Regions from separate parts of the Mus musculus genome. Here all the other regions are linked to region 1. Evidence: chromatin contacts called from public promoter capture Hi-C data. All regions are on one chromosome and are shown on one strand. Each heading gives the region's core, a stretch centred on a gene start, on an enhancer-like site or on the middle of the called end of the contact. The rest is flanking DNA. Distances are from core to core; before and after follow the strand shown.

Region 1 (2,797 bases), core at 121-2,620:
CTTTGTTTTTCTCCATAGTATATCCATGTTATTCCCTATGAGTGCCAAGCTCTGACCTAGGAGCCTGGCCCAGTTGTTCTAATCAACATTAGCACATCATCAGAAAAACCCATGGGGCACTCATCCACAAAGAGAGAAAACTGCTGTGTCACTGAGGTGGAGGAAACACTTCAGCATAGCACAGAGCTCAGAGTACATTCTCCCCCAGTGCCTGAAACCCTCTGGGTCCAAAACTTACATGGCCGGATGTGCAGTTCCATCTCTCACACCACTCCATGGTTCAGGGGCCTCAGGAGGTGCAAATCGCAGTGGTCCTACAGGAGGTTTGGCAAAGGGGATTCCCAGGAAGGTGTGGACACCAGCTTTAGTGTCCTTCACGTGGATAAGGCTGCCTTGGATCTGTCCTGTATGTGTGTTTCTGATGGGGTTGGCCTCTGGTGAGTCCTGACCTGGTGGAGAGATGCCTCTGGGTTAGTTTTCTGTAATCAGCTGCCAGCAGATTGTGAAATTTCCATCTCATTGTTACCAGGGTTCAGGAGAAGGGAACCCAGCCACCCTATCCCCAGTTCACCCGTGTTGTGTTAGTGTGGGAGGTTCCTTATCCCTCAGGCTAGGGGCCTTTTTATTACCATTTTTGAAGTGTGTCAGAACATTTCTCTAGCTAAAGAAGTTATCACACTTTTAGAGCCATTTGGCCACATGAGTTTATGATAATTGTTATTTTCATCCAAAGGTCAGTAGTAGTTATTGTCATTATCATACACCAAGTAGGGAAAAGTGTCTTTTTACTTTCCCTAGAATTATCTCCTTCTGGCCTTACACTGAATTTTCTCCTCAGTATGAGGTGATCTGAGATGTCTCTGACCCTCTGAGTGCTAGTGGGTCCACAAAATATGTGTGCTTTTGTCGGGGAACATGTTTCTCATCTTTTGTCTATTATGCCATTCTTCAACCTTTGGGCCATGACCATTGGAAATCACATATTCCTGATGATCTTAGGAACTGAGAAGCCACTCAAGAGCAACATTACAGTAAGGAAGAAGCAATAGAAATGGTTTTATGGTTGAGTGTTTCTGATGCTGTCGGATATATGGGTTCTTCAATGGTCATGACCTACAGGTTGAAAATGGCTGATCTATGGTTTACATAAGTGACCCTCCTATTCCTTCTCTCCCACAAGCTTAGCTCTGACTCCAATCATTCCCCATTGACAGGTTAGTTAGCCTCACCCTGCACATGGATAAGAAGAAGCAGCAGCCCGAAGAACCCAGCATTCAGCCAGTTATGTAGTTGGTTCCGTGTCATGATCAGCTCTCAGTCCTAAGTCTGTGCTGCTAAGATGACCAAGTTTCACAAACAGGAAGCATAAGGAGTGAACCTTGCACAGGCAGCTATTTAAACCAAAAGGGTGTAGGTGGGGCCATTGTGTGACGGGTGAAAGTTCTCATTGCAGGAACAGTAATTAGTCACAAGTGATAGGAGCCAATGGCCAGGAGGTAGGGGAAAGTCCCCTCTGCTGCTTCTGTTCTCTCTCTGGCCTCCTGGAAAGGCACAGCATGAATTCTGGAACTTGTCTGGGATACCAGGAACCCTGTCTCCTCACCTGGCCAGAAAGCTGTAACAGGAGAAGCCAGAGTGCTTCTGTGAGAAGGTCATAGTCAAGATGTCACAGGAGAATCAGGCAAGTGCAGAAGCTCTGAGTGTAACCTCAGCTTCAAGACTCCTGTGCTTTGAAGACTCAGTTTACTGAGCCTGCTTCCCGAGTCCCTGGTTCCTACAATTATCTTAGGATCTGCATGGACAGTTTCCCTATTAAGTCACACTTGTTTTAACAAGACACATGGATACTCTGGTGCTTTAAAGGTCACAGTCCCTTCTTTCCCTCTCTCTTCCCCTAACTGCTGGCTCTCAGCTTGAATAGATTCTATGGTCCTTATTGATCTTTCTTCTTGCCATTACCATTTTTGTAGCAATTAACCTTGCTTTCTAGCTTGTGCTTTCTTTTTGGCCCTGTTTTAAAACATTTTTTTTTAATCTATAAAATAGAAAAGACATAGTTCTACAATGTCCAAGTCATTTCAGCAGTCATTTTTCAGTGGGGATTTACAGGGTCATGGGTGTAACCTGCCTGCAACAGGAATAGGCCTTCTTACTGCTGCTACCCAGTCTTTAAGTATGCTAGCATCTCTTGGAAGGGTGAACCATCATACTGCAAACCTTGCTAGTTTAATGAATCTAGGAATGAGTTCTTCATTGAATCAACAAGGAGCTTCGACCACCCACGTCCTATTCCCTTATACTCACTGTAAAATTTATGATAGTTATGCGAGGTCACATAAAAAAAAAAAGAACCATCCTTACACCTTTCTCAATCTCAGCAACACAGCAGTTTTCTCTCTTTGTGGATGAGTGCCTCATGTGCTTCTCAGATGTTGTGCTAAGATTGACTAGAACTATACCGTGCTCCTGGATCAGAGCTTGGCACTTATAGGGAATACCATGGAGGTACTATGGAGAGAAACACAGGTAAAATTGAGAAAAATAGGGGCACTCTTCTAAGTAGCAATATTAAACAGTTACACGGACTCTTACTGAAGGGTTATCCCCATTTGTGCTCTATATGTGATATGCCAGTTCATTCTAATAAGGAGTGGAGTCAATATACCAGTGGAGCAAGTCACAGTTGTCGATGCCAGCTTCTTCTTGAAATCTACCCAGAATGGAATCCTGACAGTGATACTGGACACACAATGGGTGATCCATTCATGCTGCGTCACTCTACAAACTCAGCACCAGG
Region 2 (2,797 bases), core at 194-2,693, 260 kb after region 1:
AGATCCTCCTGCCTCAGATTCCAGGGTAGCTAGAATTAGCCATCAGTTGCTGGTCTCACAGAATTCCTGTGTAATTTGTATTGGTCATTGTTGTTTTGTTTTGAGACAAGGTCTTACTTTGTCACCCTGGCCAGCATGAAATTCACTGTGTAGGTCAAGCTGTCCTCAAAATCAGAGATCTGCCTGCTCTGACGTTCTCAATACCTCATGAGATTAAAAGTGTGTGCACCATGTCAAGATTTCACAACGTTCTGTAAAGACTTAATAAAATACGACACTTCTGAGCCGTCACAGTGCTATCACGCCTTTAATTCCAGAATTCCGGAAGCAAAGGTGAAGAGGCAAGCTGATCTGTGAGTTCAAAGCCAGCCTGATCTACATTGCAGACTGTTACTTTGCTTGACAAAGTAAGCCCATGGGAATGGGGGGGGGGGGTTGAAACTGGGAGTGTGGGTGCACGCCTTTAATCCCAGCACTTAGAAGGAAAAGGCAGGCAGAATTTGAGACCAGGTACACAGAGAAACTGTCTCAAAAATCAACAAAAGGAGGGAGCCACTATTTTTGTCCTTGGGATACATTCTGTACAGATTTTTATATCATTGGGCCAACTACTGTGAACATGATTTCCTATTAAAGGCAATGTTTTCAGTGATAGTACTATTTATGGTTTTTGGCATAAACATTCACAACTACTGGTGACTTGGAGCTTGTTTCCACTAACCTGGTACCAAATTACATGGCATTTGCAGTCACCTTTCCCTTACTTATTTCCAAAACCAGTAGGTCAAAGGGTATAAACGCACTGTCAAACCGATTTCCCAAAGCCAATACCCATCCCGCTGAACTTGGGACAGATGAGGTCGGACAGGGGCAGATGGCCTCAGACGCCCCTTGACCCTGCAGAAAGGACAGGCAGCTGTGCGCAATGAAAACCATTCGCCTCCAATGGGACAGAAAGAATTTAGCACCCCTAAAGAAACCAAGTCTCTTGATTTCTTGGCTGGACCGCAAGGCTCTAAGAAATCCCAGCCCCCGTTTAGTGGCTGAGCCTTGGCTTTCCAAGGTGTAAGAATCCAGTTGCGACGTCCAGCTCACCGGTGCTCCAGTACTAAGGAAGCTGGTGCAGAGAACCGGCTAAGCAGTCGTCTCCTCCACCAGTGCGCGGGCCCACGTGGCGCGTGCGCGCGAGTGGGGTGACCATGACCAGGGGCCAGCTCGTCCCGCCCTCTCACCTCATCCCCCTCTCCGCCCCATCACCTGAGGTACCCGTAAACTAGGCTAGGGAAGGCGTCCGCACCCCGAATCGTCCCCTTCCTTACCTCGTATCCTCGTCCTCTCCTCCCCAGCTGGCGCCGCTGGCACTCGGCGGATCCTCTCGGCTCACTCTGGTCCTGAGCACAGTTCCGCGGTTGCTGCGACTGGGTTTTACTTCCCTGGAGAGGCCCCCAGTCGAGGAACCAGCACCAAAAGAAATATCCCTCCCGCCATTCCTGATTGGCTTATCCTTGGAGGCGGGCCCTTGACGGACATTGAGATTACCCAATGGATGAGGAGGGCAAAAGGAAGGCAGAGGGGCGGGGCCGGGAGGGGCCACCCTGCACTCTACCCCCTGGGGTTACCCGTGGCTTTTGTGCAGCCGCTGCGCCAGTAGGTCGTCACGTGGGGCTCTTCCCCAAGCTTCCCTTATCACCACACCCTGCAAAGCCAGAACCAAGAGACCTCTCCAGTTCTTTACAGTTCATTCTCACATAGATTCCTCCCGGGTTTTGTTCCGTTCCCTCCAAGCCTCTCTCCAAAGTGCCACATCTTTATTATCTTTGGACACCTATCTTGAAGGCTTTATGGACACTCTAGGTTCTACTTGCCCTGACCTTATCTTCCAGTCAAACCTGCTTTTCTTCCTAAACCAGCAATGGCTTCGCCGGCCCCAGAAGACCCAAGTCCAAACACCAGGGTCAATTTGATGCTTCCCTTACTGTCACACACTTTAATCCTGTCATTCCCACCTCCTAAGTCCCTTCCCACCCATCCATTTGCCAATGCCAGACTCCAAAGCCTTTAAGGCCCCCTACTTCCAAATTACACTTAGTCCCAACCGATTTTCCTTCCTTTACAAACAGCTAGAAGGAACCTTCTAATACTCACATTTCTGATCTAAAGAGTTCATTGGCTCCTTACTAACCACCATTTTGAATTCTCAATTACATTGGCCTCTTAGCGACAAGTGATGTTAGCCGCACCTTTACTTGTTGGTAGCTTGGGAGAGCCAGAACCAGAGAGGTCCAGAGCTTTCCCTCCTTGCCTTCTGGTCCTAACAATAGCTGAGTCTGGTCTTCACCTTATAATGTGTGAGTCAGTAGAGTCCTTTCTTGAAGTCAAAGAGAGATAAGAGATAGCAGAAAGGTCTGAGAGTGCTGTCTCTGGAAAGAAAGGCAAGCTGGTTTACCCAAAGTCACGTCTGAGGTAAAAGTGTTCCTGCTGTATTTCTGTGATGTGTCCCCTTACTGGGCCTCAGGCCTCTCAAGGAGGTGGTTGCTTGGGAGTGTTTTGTTTTATTTGTGTTTTTGAGGTAGCATCTCACTAGGTAGCCCTAGCTGGTCTAGAACTAGCTATGTAGAACCGGCTGGTCTCCAATGTACAAAGATCCACCTACTTCTGCCTCCCAAATTCTGGGATTAAAGGCGTTTGCTAAATCCCTGTTTTTGTTCTGGGTTTTGCTTTGGTTTTGTGATACTGAGGATTGAACCTAGAGCCTCCTGAATACTATCAAACACTATCATAGATAGATCTTCGTTAC
Region 3 (2,797 bases), core at 75-2,574, 210 kb after region 1:
GCGTTCTATCCCTGGAAACCATACACTAGAAGAGAGAACCCCTCCTGAAACTTGTCCTCTGACCTCCACTTAACACATTGTGGCATGTGCCCTCTTCTCAAATGTAGTTAAAATTTTAATGAATGTGAGAATCTTCCCGACAGTGCTGGAAATCCCAGTGGGGTTGAGATGGAAAAACTGCTGCAGCCTGACCCAGAGCTCAGAGGTCCCTTAAGTCCCCTTGGCCCCAGGAGAACTTACATTGCTGGATCAGAGGTCCCATCCTTTACACAGTTTAGGTGGCCCAGGGGTATAAACCACAGCATCCCTAGAGGCAGCTTGGCGAAGGGAACTAGCAGGAAGGCGTGGACACCCACATCAATACCACTCAAATGAAAGAGATTTCCCCATGTGACTGGTCATGATGGGACTGGAAATGTACAGATGGCATCAAAGTTGAGTCTGTTCTATCAGCGGGCGCCGCACTGTGGGTGTTGCTACCTCCTTGTGACCTTTAGGTCAGCCTTGTCAAAGTACTCTTTGTTTTCAAACACTGTTTTTACCCACTACAAGACCCCAGCTTATCCATCCAGGCTCACTGAGGGACCTCTGGACCTGCTGCCATCATTCAGTCCTGCGAGCAGTCAGCCATGGGCCACGTGTGCTGGTCCCAATGGCACAAGTCTGTCTTCCACCAACCCTGCCTCTCCTGAGTTACGAAAAAGACTGTGGGAATTATATGTGCAATTTCCCATTCTTTAGACAAGCTGGACATGACATCACCCATGCCAAGAATGATATTTCTGCCTGCTAAGGCATTCGTGGCCTCCATAGCCTGGCTGACAGCAAAGGAGACAGTCTGGTAGGGAGGGGTTATAGGATAAATTAAGTGCTGCCTTCTCAGGGCAGATCAGATTCAAGTGGCCTAGAGGTCACCACGGTCTACATTAGGATGCTCTGAGGTGAGAGTTTAGGATCGCGTATCTACTTAACAAGCATGTAACTAGTGCTGCCGATTCCTACTAGAGGAAACCAGCGTGTCATTAGATCTACGGTTCTACGATAGCGTGACAGCGAGCTGGAGCGTCCCAAGGCCCAATCACAAGGAGCCTTTAGTGCCCTTGTCAGACGGTGTTGGCTTCCTGCGATCCAGCTCCCAACAGGATCCCACGGCTAAGAACCGAAGGGACGCCCCGGCGAGAGCTACCAACATTTTTCCCGCTTTCGGAGTAGCCCGCACGACAAATACACCGCTTCTAGCAAACTACTCGCCGAATCCCTGGAGTGTGGCGTGTCCCTTGCACGACCCCGTAGCCACACCACGCCCTCTCCTCGTTCCCAGGAAGTGCGCGGAAGGAGCGGAAGTACACACCACCGGGGGATTGTGGGAACCGCGGTTCCGGGATGGTGGGCGGCGGCGGTAGCGGCGGCGGGCTCTTAGAGAACGCTAACCCCCTCATCTATGAGCGTTCCGGGGAGCGGCCAGTGACGGCGGGCGAGGAAGATGAGGAAGTGCCGGACAGCATCGACGCCCGGGAGATCTTCGATATCCGTCGCTGCAGGGCGCTGGCGGGACGGTGGGGGCTTGGGGTGTCGGCAAGAAGTGATGCGCAGCCCGCTGGTGGAGGGGTGTCCCGGTTAGGCGTTGCCTGCGGAGATTTTGAGTGGGCCAAAACTTAGAGTCCCTTTTCCTTCACTTGGCACATCTTATCCGCTCCATTAATGACCCGGAGCATCCACTGACACTGGAGGAATTGAACGTAGTAGAGCAAGTTCGGATTCAGGTGAGTAGTTTACTCGAGTAATCAAAAAGGTACCGTTGTACCTCAGAGGCTGGTGTTCTCCGTTCACAAGCCCCCAAGAGGATCTGTGGGAGGTGTGTTAATGTTTATGGAGCCGATAAAAAGTTGGGTGACTTGCCCAAATCGATAAACTAAAGAGTGTCTTTGGGCTAGGGGCCGCCGTGCGATCACTGCGATCTGATCTCCCTTGTCATCGCAGGTTAGCGACCCAGAGAGCACAGTAGCAGTGGCCTTCACACCCACCATCCCACACTGCAGCATGGCCACGCTTATTGGCCTCTCCATCAAAGTCAAGCTGCTGCGATCCCTTCCCCAGCGGTTCAAGGTCAGTTGGAGTCAAGCCCCCGAGGGTGAAACAAACTACTGGGGCGGGCGAGGGGACATCGGGCGGAGATCGGAAGGATCCGAACTCGCAGAGTTGAACCCCCAAGTTGATGTGACAAGAATATTGGGGGGAAAAAACTCCAGAAAATAGGAGTGTGGTGGAAAGGGCAGCTGGGAGCTGTGAATGGGCGTGATCGATCGAGGCACTGGAAGGCTTTTAAAGTCAATAGTCGCTGACTAGGTCCTAGGGTAAAAGTGGATTGACTGACTGCAGGTGGGTTTGGGGTGGCTTGGAAGAGCCAGAATCAAGAGGGGTGACTGGGAGTTCAGATGGTTGGGAGGTAGTGTCCAAAAGAAAAGGACAGGCGGGTAAATGCTCGGGCCCACATTGTCTTTCCTGCAGATGGATGTACACATTACACCCGGGACCCACGCCTCCGAGCATGCAGGTTAGTGTGGACTGCTGGGCCCCAAACTAGGTGAGGCTTCCCCTTTGCCACAGTCATCTGTGGGGGCAAGATTAGGACCAGGGGACTAAGTGAATAAAATGGCCATACTACAGCTTAGACCAAAGCTGGCCTGACTGAAATCTCCTGCTTCCCATGACCCACCCTCCTGTGGTCCTCAAGTACACAGGGACATTGGGTCGGGCTTCAGGAAACACTGGAGGGAGGCAGACATAAGCAGTCCCT
Region 4 (2,797 bases), core at 168-2,667, 160 kb before region 1:
TGCATGCTAGCCATGGTTGAGCCAGCCTCGGGATGGCTCTTGACACTGGCCCAAACGGGATCAAGTAGCAGCAGATCTCTGTGTGTTTACCTGGACACAGAATTCCAGGTCTATTAGTTCATAGTAGGTTCCACTGGGATGTCTACGAAAACCCCGGGAGGCTCCACCCCAGCGGCAATGTCAAGGTTTCCCCCCAGAATGCCTTGCTAGCTGTGAGGGTGGGACCATGGCTTTTGAGATTCCGGAACTATACAAAATCAGGCAATTGGCAGCAGCAGCAGCCTCTGAAAGCCAGGAGGCCATGGCACACACTGTGAGAGAGCACCAGGGTGGCGGTTCGAATACGAATGCTCTCCTTATGCCCAGATGTTTGAATATTTGATCCCCAGTTGGTGGCGCTGTTTCAGTTCGTTTGGAAGGCGTGGTTTCGCTGGAGGAAGTCACTAGGCTTGCTTTTGAGGTCTCAAAAACTATGCACTATTTTCAATTTCAGTCTCTTAGAGTGTGAGATGTGAGCTCTACACTCCATCTGTCGCCAAATCTGCATCTGACTGCCATGGTAGCTTTGCCATTCTGGACTTGTATTTTTCTGAAACTATAAGCCCAAATAAACCCTTCCTTGTATAAGTTGCTTTGGTCATGTGACAGGAATAAAAAAAAGTAACTAGTATAGCAAGCAGTGTCACATGGATGGGGACACTTGAGTCTCTGGGGTCCAGTGCCTGTTCCCATGAGTACAGCATGCTGGACTTGCAGTTTTGAGAGACTATCTCTCCTGCTTGTTTTTTTTTTTTTTTTGAGTTTTCTTGGGCCCTGACACTCTTTTCTATTTTTCTGTTCATTCTTTTGCAATGGAAGTGTTAGAGTCAGCTTTCTATCGCTATAAAAAACAAAAACAAAAACAAAAGAGAACAAGACAGAATAAGCCCATCATGACTGAAGGCAACTTGGAAGAGGAAGGGGTTTATTTCATCTTACAGCTTACAGTCCTGAAGGGAAGGCAGGGCAGGAACTCAAGGCAGGAACTGAAGCAGAGACCTGGGAGCACTGGTTCTCAACCTGTGAATATCTTGCATATCAGATTATGAACATTGCAATCATAACAGTAGCAAAATTACAATTATGAAGCAGCAACAGATCATTTTATGGTTAGGTATCTTTCAACATGAGGATCATATCAAAGGGTCCCCGCATTAGGAAGGTTGAGAACAGCGGCCCTGAAGGAAACCCATCCACTGGTCTATTCTCCATGCTTTGCTTAGCCTGCTTTCTTACATATAATAAGGGGAGGCAGTTTTCATAATGAGCTGGACTCTCCCACATTAATCATTAATCAAGAAAATGCTCCCACAGGCTTGCCTACAGGCCAATCTGCTGGAATTCATTTCTCAGTTTAGATTCCCTTTCCCCAGATATCTTTAGGATTGTGTCAGGCTGGCAAAAACCAACCGGCACACAGACTGTTTACTCTGTGCCTGTTTCAACATTCACTTTTTCAACTATCAACTATCAAAGTTGTTTTTTGAAGACTCCCAGCTAGAAGGGATTTTCCTTGAATTTCGGATGGGACTTAGGACTTTGGGATCATGTCCAAAGGAGTTAAGGGACCAAAAGCATGGCCTGAGCATATTTTGTACTGTGAGAAGGACATGAATCTGGGGATTGGGATAATATGCTGTGATGTGGGTCTATTTTGTCCCTCAGAGGTTCATATCCTGGATGCTTACCCTAGGGTGCTGCTGTTAAGGTAGTGGAGCCTTTAAGAAATAGTGTCTAGTGGAAGGAGCCTGATTCATGGGTCTCTTCATACAGGAATTACTGCTGGAGTTTTGAAGCAGGTTAGGTCTTGCAGTGAGAGTGAGAGACAGAACTCTCAGACAGAAGTAACAATGGCCATTCCCAAGGCAGATTGTTTCTTTCACCGTGAGTGCTCTCTCCTACATGTTCCTACTGTGAAATGCCATCAGCGTGTTGTGACATAGTTAGGAGACCTCCACAGAGCCTCACTGGAGTGAGCCACCTGATCATGGATTTTCAAACTCTCAACTGCGGCCTAAACAAAACCACTTCCCCTGGCACCGCGATCCAACCTGCTGAGATTTCCATGTGAAAAGGCACACCCACCCCTTCCCTGTCACATGCTGTCCACACAGGGTTTCATGTGGAAAGAGATCTCTACCCATGAGGTTTAACTCCATTTGCCAGCCACTGACGCCTCATGCTGGCTGTGCTTGGTACAGCAATAGATAAGAATATGCTATAACATCCACAACGTTAGACTTGTCAAATTAACTGATTATTTTTGAAGTGAAGCCTTCTACTGAGTGGTATTAGGGATCTCTAACTCGTACTGTGAGGTGATCTCTGTGTTAGGCAGAGTTAAATTGTGATGACAGAAATAGAGGGAATCTGTAATTATTTTGGTTGTAAGTAAGGGCCAGAGACTTCATTCATTCTTAGATAAACTCCAGAGCTCTGTGTGTGTGTCCCAGGGACCTTGATATTTCCTGTGGAAGGACCAGGAGCAGATGAGATAGAAGAGGGCAGCTTCCACATGTGTGCTCTTCTAAGACTTGTTAATGATGCTTTCTGATGTGGGCTCAAGCTAAGGACCATTTAAAAGGGGAGCCATTTGGGAGGCTGAGCATACCTCTTGCCTGGAGGGTCCTGGTGACTTTTGAGAGTGGTATTGAATCATACAAGGGAAAAGGCCATTGGAGGTAAGGCACGAAGGATAGGCAAGTGGCCTTCCTCCTGGGCAGAGTGGAAATGGGTGGCAGGAATTAGGGCCTTCAGG

What was found. Promoter capture Hi-C pulls out the DNA fragments that hold promoters and counts their contacts.
Region 2: a promoter capture Hi-C map of liver shows a contact between it and region 1, with 2.8 times the contacts expected there. The contact joins the promoter of Pdp2 here to the promoter of Ces2c in region 1. A contact is called at or near these places in 2 of 39 promoter capture datasets (both in liver).
Region 3: a promoter capture Hi-C map of liver shows a contact between it and region 1. The contact joins the promoter of 1700082M22Rik here to the promoter of Ces2c in region 1. A contact is called at or near these places in 5 of 39 promoter capture datasets (the SN4741 cell line, cranial neural crest, embryonic stem cells and 1 more) and 2 of 115 datasets of contacts at active chromatin or transcription factors (bone marrow-derived macrophages and intestinal villus epithelium).
Region 4: a promoter capture Hi-C map of liver shows a contact between it and region 1. The contact joins the enhancer-like site here to the promoter of Ces2c in region 1. A contact is called at or near these places in 13 of 39 promoter capture datasets (the 3T3-L1 cell line, the C10 cell line, cranial neural crest and 7 more), 1 of 484 Hi-C or Micro-C datasets (nephron progenitors), 1 of 115 datasets of contacts at active chromatin or transcription factors (embryonic stem cells) and 2 of 9 other capture datasets (adipose tissue and liver).

Annotation. Positions count from the first base shown.
Region 1 is chr8:104,845,641-104,848,437 of GRCm38.p6, reverse strand. Ces2c (carboxylesterase 2C) reads right to left here and starts at 1,370. Exons shown (of 12, transcript NM_145603.2): 1 at 1,230-1,370; 2 at 239-449. The coding sequence starts at 1,305. It also overlaps the pseudogene Gm33715 and the pseudogene Matr3-ps2.
Region 2 is chr8:104,590,118-104,592,914 of GRCm38.p6, reverse strand. It overlaps Pdp2 (pyruvate dehyrogenase phosphatase catalytic subunit 2), which reads right to left and starts at 1,443. Exons shown (of 2, transcript NM_001024606.2): 1 at 1,320-1,443.
Region 3 is chr8:104,640,277-104,643,073 of GRCm38.p6, reverse strand. It overlaps 1700082M22Rik (a long non-coding RNA gene), which reads right to left and starts at 1,324. Exons shown (of 3, transcript XR_003947594.1): 1 at 1,191-1,324. Ciao2b (cytosolic iron-sulfur assembly component 2B) reads left to right here and starts at 1,346. Exons shown (of 5, transcript NM_026753.2): 1 at 1,346-1,525; 2 at 1,684-1,763; 3 at 1,981-2,106; 4 at 2,509-2,554. The coding sequence starts at 1,384.
Region 4 is chr8:105,008,876-105,011,672 of GRCm38.p6, reverse strand. All of the region lies in intron 1 of Ces2h (carboxylesterase 2H), which reads right to left. Among named protein-coding and RNA genes, the nearest start is that of Ces2h, 9.4 kb to the right of the region's middle. Within about 2 kb of position 1,417, at least 9 of the 459 cell types and tissues checked have an H3K27ac peak or open chromatin away from gene starts, as enhancers often do. A contact at or near this core is called in liver, where this site is marked.